Linked DNA regions of Bombyx mori: region 2 is linked to region 1. The links are chromatin contacts, called in public Hi-C maps. All regions are on one chromosome and are shown on one strand. The core of a region is the stretch at or near the end of the contact, and the rest is flanking DNA. Distances in the headings are between cores, read along the strand shown. Region 1 has its middle 24 kb from the start of LOC101743032. Region 2 holds the start of LOC101742739 (uroporphyrinogen decarboxylase).

The links. A called contact is a pair of places that touch in the nucleus more often than the background predicts.
Region 2: a contact with region 1 is called in a Hi-C map of whole pupa, with 2.4 times the contacts expected there. The contact joins the promoter of LOC101742739 here to the enhancer-like site in region 1. A contact is called at or near these places in 2 of 7 Hi-C or Micro-C datasets (both in whole pupa).

Annotation. Positions count from the first base shown.
Region 1 is chr13:8,297,036-8,301,517 of ASM3026992v2, forward strand. No RefSeq gene overlaps it. Among protein-coding and RNA genes, the nearest start is that of LOC101743032, 24 kb to the left of the region's middle. Within about 2 kb of position 2,061, at least 3 of the 8 cell types and tissues checked have open chromatin away from gene starts, as enhancers often do.
Region 2 is chr13:8,364,764-8,369,461 of ASM3026992v2, forward strand. LOC101742739 (uroporphyrinogen decarboxylase) reads left to right here and starts at 2,670. Exons shown (of 7, transcript XM_004927814.4): 1 at 2,670-3,218; 2 at 3,290-3,577; 3 at 3,646-3,804; 4 at 3,888-4,031; 5 at 4,155-4,310; 6 at 4,397-4,564. The coding sequence starts at 3,201. It overlaps LOC110385550 (a long non-coding RNA gene), which reads right to left and starts at 1,109. Exons shown (of 3, transcript XR_002430813.3): 1 at 896-1,109; 2 at 703-761.

The sequences.
Region 1 (4,482 bases), core at 811-3,310:
TCCGTAATTGAAAATAATAATACGGATTTTGTTCGATTATAATTTTGTTTTGAATTATAATATTTTAACAGTAAAAGATCGGTTTCACAGTAGAAAAAAATGGTCAACATTTAAACGTAAACTACAAAGGTGATGATGGAATTGCGCCACTAAGTAGGCGTTTAAGTTATCGTATTTTTCAACAATTTCACTTCATTTTTATTGATGATTTTATACTACATTACCAATCGAATACTAATAATATTCTATATATTATATGATTATTATATTATAAATAATGGGCAAAACATACCCTACACAAAATATTATTCAATGATTTAATTTAATTACGCATTTTCCCCTGCAATCGAACAGCCTCAACCGTCCTGCAACAGAATTGAGGTTTCGACATCAATTCCCTAAATGGATGTTGGCACACATATTATTACATATATTTGCTTCGGTAAATTAACACCAAACGAAATATAAGCTTGTACTCAGCTTTAACAAAAAAAAATATATTGTAAAGCAACTTATAAATATTTTGCCTGAATTACGTTTATTCAGTGATACTTTACCTAATGCGGTCAGGCCAAACATGTGATAAAAATACCATAAATAAAGTTAAAGTATAATAGTCTTAAAGAGCGCAACATAGTGACATGTTAAAAGTTAAAATCGGTCTTTGGGCCGCGCCTGTGGCCAGTGACCTTGAATGCGCGGGCGCAATAGATTAGTCAGTCGGACACACATGCACCCTATAATGTTATTACACACGTGCATGTGTGAGTGCATGTCTGTGTGTTCTGGCTAGGGCCGATTACCGTGGGTACTTCTATGTTTGCGTTTATGTGATATCGCAGTTTAACGAAAAATGTACTCTCTCCTTAAACACTCGTATCAAACATGATAATATTTCTGTTTGTAGTATTGTATTGTACAAATCAGATGAAAAACTGGATAGGCACAAAAATATTGCAAATCTATGCTTATATTATTTTAAATGTAATAAATCTTTATAAATTATGATTACGTAGACAGAAAAAAACAGCCTCTACAAATATACTCGCACCTTGAACTGAACATTTCATTTGATTTGCTTCTTTCCATACACATTATGTTCTCGTCATTACCATTTTAATTAGCTCACGGTTATAACACTACTAATATATTAATGATAAAGATTTTAACGCTTGAAAACCTTTCAACTTAACCAAAGTATTCTAAGAGAGTTTCGATGAAAATGATTATCGCGTGGGCGTCGTGACAGGGGGGAAGAGTCGGGCCGATGCGACGACGTGGACGCATAATGGATGCATAATAATGGTGTGCCGCATCTCGTGAAAGTGCATCGGCTGCAGCCTTGACGAAGCCTTTCCCTCGTCCATCAACTGCGCCCGGCACCGCTCTCGCCGTTTGCACTATTACCGTTCATTAAACTATCGATTTGACATTTATCGTCTCTCAACCACTATGACACAAAGTAATCTTTTGAGGAATTTCTATACTTACTTTACAGCTTCTCTTTGTTGAATTCATAATTTATTAATCGTCAAGGATGTACGGTTTTGGTTTTACTTAGACATTTGTTTGTAGGAGCGCTATGTCATATCCTTCTTCGAATGAGGCTTGTGGAGAGTACTTAACGGTAGGCAGCGGTTTGGGTCGGCCCCTGGCATTGCTGAAGTCCATGGGTGACGGTAATCACTCACCATTAGGTAGGCCGTATGCTCGTCTGTCTACAAGGGCAAAAAATAGAGTTTTTTTTTTATTGTTTTGATGGGTGGACGAGCTCACAGCCCACCTGGTGTTAAGTGGTTACTGGAGCCCATAGACCTCTACGGCGTAAATGCGCCACCCACCTTTTTTGTGATTAGTACGTGAATAAAGTAAGAAATAATCAAACAGGGGTATGTTGTTTATAATCGGCTTCGAATAACAGAACTCCTTCCCCTTATGGTCGTGTGTGATAGGCGTGCCATGCATGGCTATAAGGCAGTACATCCTGGAGGCGGCGGCGGGGGCGAGTGCAGAGCGGAGGAGGGGGGCGGGGCGACAGACCAAGCGGTTATTTCGGTATGCACATTGCATGCAGCTCGGCGGCGGCGCACTTGCCACTCGAAATAGTCAGGTCAGGGACCGCGAGCCTCGCCTCAATCCTGCCCCAAGGTCAAGTCTCCGCAGCGGCACCTCCCCACCCGCCCGCCACCCCGACACTCGCGCCTATGCACATTCATGTAAATGCCCCTCGCTTGCCCGACGTCTATTATCCGAAAATTTCCAGACACATTTAATTAGTGTCCTAGCTTATCGAGAAATGACACTAAATGAGAAACACGATTTTGTTTGTTATTCGATTATCCTATGTTCACGCCCATTAGCGTCAAAGACGTAAACAAAAGCCTTAGGTAATTAGAAGTTAATAATGTGGATGCGGTTGTCTCATGAGGTGCTAAAATATGATCCCTTGAACTGATCTATCTAAACTATCAACGATTTTTATTTAGAAGCGACACAATTTTATTTGAACTGTACACAATTGTATTTTGCCTGTGTAATTTGAATGACACAGGCAAAAACTGTATTGTTTGAAGACTCTTTTTGAATCTCGTTTAAAATGGACATACCTAGCTCTGCAGAAAATAACGGAGAAGTAGCTTTCTTAAGCTTATCATTATTATTGTAGATGGACTGACGCATTCACGGACTCTCTAGTATCGAGCGGTTTCTTGTAATTGAAGACTCACCTGCTCTTCAAACCGGAATTTATGAATGGCAAATGCCTACTGTACAATCATCAATAGCCCATATTTAAAAGAATAGCTTATAGTTTGAGATAGGCAAGATGTCTGGAAATAAGAGATAATCAGTCTGTTTCAGCCCAAAATATTATATTATATATGTAAATGTAAACGTCTTACGCCCATCGCCTTATTAATCTATACCTACTAATATTAAAAAGACGAAAGATTTGTTTGTTTGTATTGAATAGGCTCCGAAACTACTGAACCGATTTGAAAAATTCTTTCACTGTTTGGAAGCTGCACTATTCCTGAGTGAAAAAATTATAGTCTATATGACTATAATTTTTTTTGAAAAAAATTAGCTATCGTTACTAAAACTCCAATAATGTAACCCAAGGTGTAAAAAAATTACCTAAATATTCTTTACATCGCGTGCCCTGCGAAAACTATTGATGATAGAATAAATTAATGTACTACGTCTTTGTAGAACACATTATTATTTACAAAAAGTGCCGCGACAGCATAAGTCTAACTATTATAGTTATGCCGCAATAAGTGTTCTTTTATGTAAAATATAAAACAACGTCAAATATCGTTGAAATTTTTGTTAAAAACCCGAGCGGAGCAGGAGCGGGTCGCTGGTATTTTATAAACCTCTTTTGGCACACAGCATACAGTACCAATTACATTCGTACTGTCGCATAACAATGTATTACTGTACAATGTATAAGTCGCAATTCTTTACGCCGCCACATATTCCTCTCTGCTCTATGAAATACCCTGATAACTTATCAAAGACGAATGTTATGCGAACGTGACTGTCCACCGTTTAATCGTTTCTTAATTGCGAATAAATAATCAATTAAATGGGAGAGAGATAAAACCGAGTTGTGCGTAGCTCCCATTAGCTGTTAAAGTTGCGATGTATTTTAAATTTGGTTTTTTAAATTAATTACATTTTAAAATTTGTGGCGATGCTCAACGATTTATTGGTTTCTATTTTAAGATATTGATATTTCATTACGTTCCAACTTGCGTTTGTTGGCTATTTAATATTCGAATTCCCTATCCTATTGCGCTTGACATTTTCCGCGTACATTTGTGCACAAAGTTTTCCGACCCATATCGTCGATTAGTTTAGGAATTATTTTTATAAATTAAATCACAAAGTAGCATACGGTCTGGTCTACCTCTGGGTAGTTCTAGAAAAATATTTATTTACTATAAATATGCTTTATTACGCTTTCCATACATTATATATTAAATTGTTAGTAACAATTCGTACACGCTTGTGTAATATATTAATTCGTCTTATGTAAGTATAATTTAGTGAAGTCAAATAATAACAGGATTCACCCTCACGTTGGTTAGTGGTCATTTTTATGGTTTCAGCTTCCCTTTAGTTTGGTCATCGACACCGAAATGTTTTAGGGAGACGCCGACACACAAATGTTACTAATTAAGTAAGAGGCGCACCTGAACGTTGGGTGTCATTCCGTGGCCGTATTAAATATAAGAGAAAATTTAGAGACGTATTCTTAAGTACAGTAGTAATACACACAAGTAAGTAATACAGCTGCTGCCCCACCCTTCAAACCGAAACGCATTACTGTTTCACGGCAGAAATAGGCAGGGTAGTGGTACCAGGGTAGTGGACTCACAAGAGGTCCTTTTTTTTACGCTGGGGAATCCCCATTTACGATAGCCGGTAAATGGATAAATTTGTTTTTAACAAAAAAAACGATTGACTAAAATACGT
Region 2 (4,698 bases), core at 1,420-3,919, 68 kb after region 1:
CACAAATCGAAAAAGAAATTGCAGATACACGAGCCATTAATTTTTTTCAACGAAAACTTTTTTAATCATAACGGGATCGCCTTAAATTATTGCGTGTAATCTTTTCTGACTCCCTTTGTTCTTTCGTATAAAAAATGGTTTCCCACACTATTTCAAAAACAAATTAAATTATGACGTCTAACCACCTTTTGCCTTCAATTCAGTTTTTATAGATATTGGCAATACCAGAAGCAAAGCGATCCAAATCGCACCAACTTTATTTTGTTTTTAATTTCGTAGTAGGTATAATAACGTGATTTAAAAATGAAGCTCGGCGTTATTGTTTGTGATCCTTTACATTTGCACCCAGCAAAATGAAATCTCTAGCAAAATTTGTCTCACAACATTACATACAGAATGCGCAAGTCACACTGCACCTGCATGATTCTTTTTTTATTTAATCCGAGGATTGCATAACATTTTTTGTTTCTCAGTCTATCGAAATTTGTTTAATAAATGCAACTGTGTTTAATCCAAAGCGACGTGCTTTTACACTGCATCTTTCCATAAGTGGTCCTTTATTTCCGAACAGTCCACAAAATCAACACTGGCGACTATGCAACTACTGATGCCAATAACCCATGAGTAACTTATTTATTTTATTTAATGGGCAAACGAACTCATCGTTACATATAACAATTAGACCACATATTATGTACATACCTATTATCTAAAGGTGGATAATCACTTTTCAATAATCTCGGGAAACAAGTGAGCAACGTCTAGAAAGCAAAGAAAAAAAATCAGAATCCTTTAAGCTTGATGATAATGATCTTTGATATATAACTAACGAACTGTTCACACATTAGTTAAAACACACAATATTGGTTAAAAAATAATTTTAAAACGTACCTACCTATGTAGTATTTTTCTTACTTTCTTTGATAAGTCAGAAGAACATAACTTTTCACTACGAAATAAATACGAAATCATAATATTCGAATTTATTTTTAAAATTCCGAAGTCACTCAAAATCCGATCTCAGTTTTTTTTTTTATCTAAAGCGAATAAACTTTATTAGGAAAGTGGGATAAAGGTTTGATACAAAAAATACTATATTGTGAAAGGTCGCCCTGTGTCGCTTTACAAAAACTTTGTTATCGTAGACCCCTCTCATTTATTTTATTTTTTTTCACTTTGATAGGTGCGGTGCGGCAGGTAGACGAAAAATCTCGCAAACTTTGCATAGGTATTTTAAGATTTACATTTTTTTATGATGAATGACATTATAGTGAAATGTATAAAGTAAGAATGTATAAATGTACGATTTCTTCTCTGCAGAAATAGGCGCTGTGAAGACAATACGCCCTTCCACCAGTAGATGCTGATTAAATATCGCAGGACACTGGTATGACAATCAAAGAACACTCCTGCCCGTTCTATTAGCTGTTATAACCTCGCCTTTAACGACATTCACGTTAAGAAGTAGCCTGGTTTTAGTCTAAGCAACACCAAACGGACACGGTTTTCGGTATAGAAATATAATAAAAAATGAATGAATAGATTAGTCTTCTTGAAACAACTAGCACTATGAATCTCTGTGCTCTGAGAGGCATTGAAGTTATAATAGACACCATGGTACCTCTTAGTGCCAGTTATGCAAATAAAATCGTTGAAATGTGAGACGTTCCTACTCAATAAAAAAAATTGCAACAAATGATTACACAATGTAGCATTCTACACGAATAAATTTTACGATGAAGGAATAAGATTTCAGAACTATAACTCTGCGAATGTACCTACTGCATTGTGTTTCTCTCCCTACCTATTCGCTGGTAGCCTAAGGGGCTATTCCAGCTACGCCCGGACTAGTAGGTGAGCGCACGAGTTCAACCTGGGAGTATTTGCTAACACTACCCCCAGCCAAAGCAGTGCTTCGCGGAATCTACCACCGGATCGGAATCGCCACCCACTGAGAAGATCCGGCTAGAAACTTAGTGAGCTGTGTCTGTAGGTTAGTTCGCTCGTCGAGTTCGACAAGGACGGGGGGCGGTGCTCGAGAGGCCTAAAAAACCCGAGAGTGAATCCTGGGGATCCGACAAAACATGTTTCGGGCGACGGCAGTTTTGCGTTACCCCGTCGCGGTCGAATATGACATTGTGATATAGCGTGCTTTTTTTAGTGCTTGCGAAGGTAGACTATGGTACGTTTCTGCTGTGAGTGAACAGTAACGGATTTGATTTTCTCCGTTGCGGTACCTAAGTCAAACCCTACTTCTGCATCGAAGACAAGACGCTGCTCGTCCACAATGAACCAAAGAGACAGATAAAACAGCGCGCATGGTTCGCTATGTCCACGTCGCGTCGCAATCATACTAGTGGCCCTTTGCAATGCTACCCTGGCTACCCAGCCTCAGTAGCTAGTAACCTCAAGCTTTTCACGTTCACTCACGTTCGGTGAAGCTAGTACATAATATTGTCCATAGATAATAATATAAATAATAATTATATTATATAAAATAGTAATTTAATATTTAAGAATAGTCTCTCAAGCTTCTTACAACTTACGCATAGTTGTTAAATATAGCCACTGACGTATGAAACCTAATAGCACATATCGTAACTTGTAAGACAGCAGTGTTTGATATCTGATGTCAGTGTCAGTAATCTTATGTCGATTTAAAAAACTCAGACCTTTTTGGCGGGAGTGCGAAGAGTGAATTTGTTTGAATTTTTTATGTTTTTCATTTAGTGTTTCTTTAAGTTTCACTGTGTAATAACGGTGGCTTATTAACTATTGAGTATCTTTGAAAGTCCACAAATGTGGTAAAATAACAAAGCTACTGAACGTACATAGCTAATCGGTTTTTTTCAAAAAATTCACTGAAAAACTCTTAAAAAGTATTAACCTTTTTACTGAGACTTTATGTTTAATTTCATTCCAATTGATAAAGTCTCAAAATAATCAACTGCATCTCAGTTCGCTATCATATCCATATAATAACGGAATATAAAACTTGGCTTAAAGGTCTTGTTACAAGGCCATATAATATTAAAAATAAATAAAAAGAAAACAAAACTCATTAAAATCAGCTGGATAAACCAAGTCGGCCAATACATTAAATGTACATACATTAAAATTAATAGATTTTTTTATTTTACTCATAATTCATAATTTGGACCTGGTTAATTATTTTTTAATCAAAATCTTTCATTCATAACATGGAGTACTCTAACAAGGTAATAGCAGTTTGCTTTTGTGCATTTTACTAGACTTTTCACTATTAACAAAATCTTTGAATTTCCTTCAGAATTTTCCAGAATTGAAAAATGATAGACTACTTCGAGCAGCTTTAGGAAAAAGTGTTGACAAAGTCCCTGTTTGGGTAATGCGACAAGCTGGAAGATATTTACCAGAATTTCAGGAAGTCCGAGTTAAACACGATTTTTTCACGGTTTGTCGAACTCCAGAATTAGCTTGTGAAGTAACACTGCAGCCGCTCAGAAGGTATGAGCACTTGGATGCATCTATAATATTCAGTGATATTCTTGTGATACCACAAGCACTCGGCATGACTGTTGAAATGCACCCTGGAGTCGTAAGTAAAATCCAATTTAAAAATGCTCTACCCATTCTTGACATCATTACAAAAAAATGTATTTCTAGGGTCCAGTATTTCCTAAACCACTTCAAACCCCATCAGAAATAGATGGTCTCCAACCAGAAGGTGCAGTTTCAAGGTTGGATTATGTTGGAAAGGCTATCACACTGACAAGACATAAAATAGATGGTAAAGTTCCCTTGATTGGCTTTACTGGAGCTCCGGTAAATATCACAAATATTTAGGTATAATTTGATGCCATTGAAATATACTCATGTATTTAATTAATTTTGGGATAAAATTTTAGTTTACACTATTTGGATACATGCTAGAGGGTGGAGGAAGCAAAACAATGTCTAAAACAAAAGAATGGCTCGAGAAGTATCCTAAAGATGTCCATAGACTCCTTTGTCTTCTTACTAATGTTATAATTGACTATGTGGTGATGCAAGTAAGTTTGAAATAGTATATTTTTTGCTAAAAACATAATCGATCTTAATGTATCTTGAAAATCAAATATATTTGTTCAAATGGAAATGTATATAATTATATGTATATGCATGTATAACTGAAGGTGGAGAGTGGAGCGCAACTTCTGCAAGTATTTGAATCAAGTGCAGATCACCTCTCAAGAGAACAATTTACTGAGTTTTCTATTCCATATTTGAAAGACATTAGAAGTGGAGTTAGAGCTAAACTTACAGAAAAATCTTTAGAACAGGTTCCTATGGTAAGTTATTTATAGTAAAATAACTTGTAAATAACATGCTCTAGAGATAATCACACAATTAAGAATACTTATTATATTATTTTCAGACCATATTTGCAAAAGGAGCTGGACATTCCTTAGATATTCAAGCTCAATTAGGTTATGAAACCATTGGACTAGATTGGACAGTGGATCCTACTGAAGCCAGGAAAATTGTAGGTGAAAACATTACTTTGCAAGGAAATCTTGATCCTCAGGATTTATACAAAACTCCTGTACGTAATGTATTATAAATTCTTCTGGTGACGTAAACTTTCATTTCATTCATTTCAGTGTCATGAATAATGATGACAAGCTTTTTTTATAAAACCCAGATTTAAAAATTTTTTTTGTTAAACCTGAGTTAATG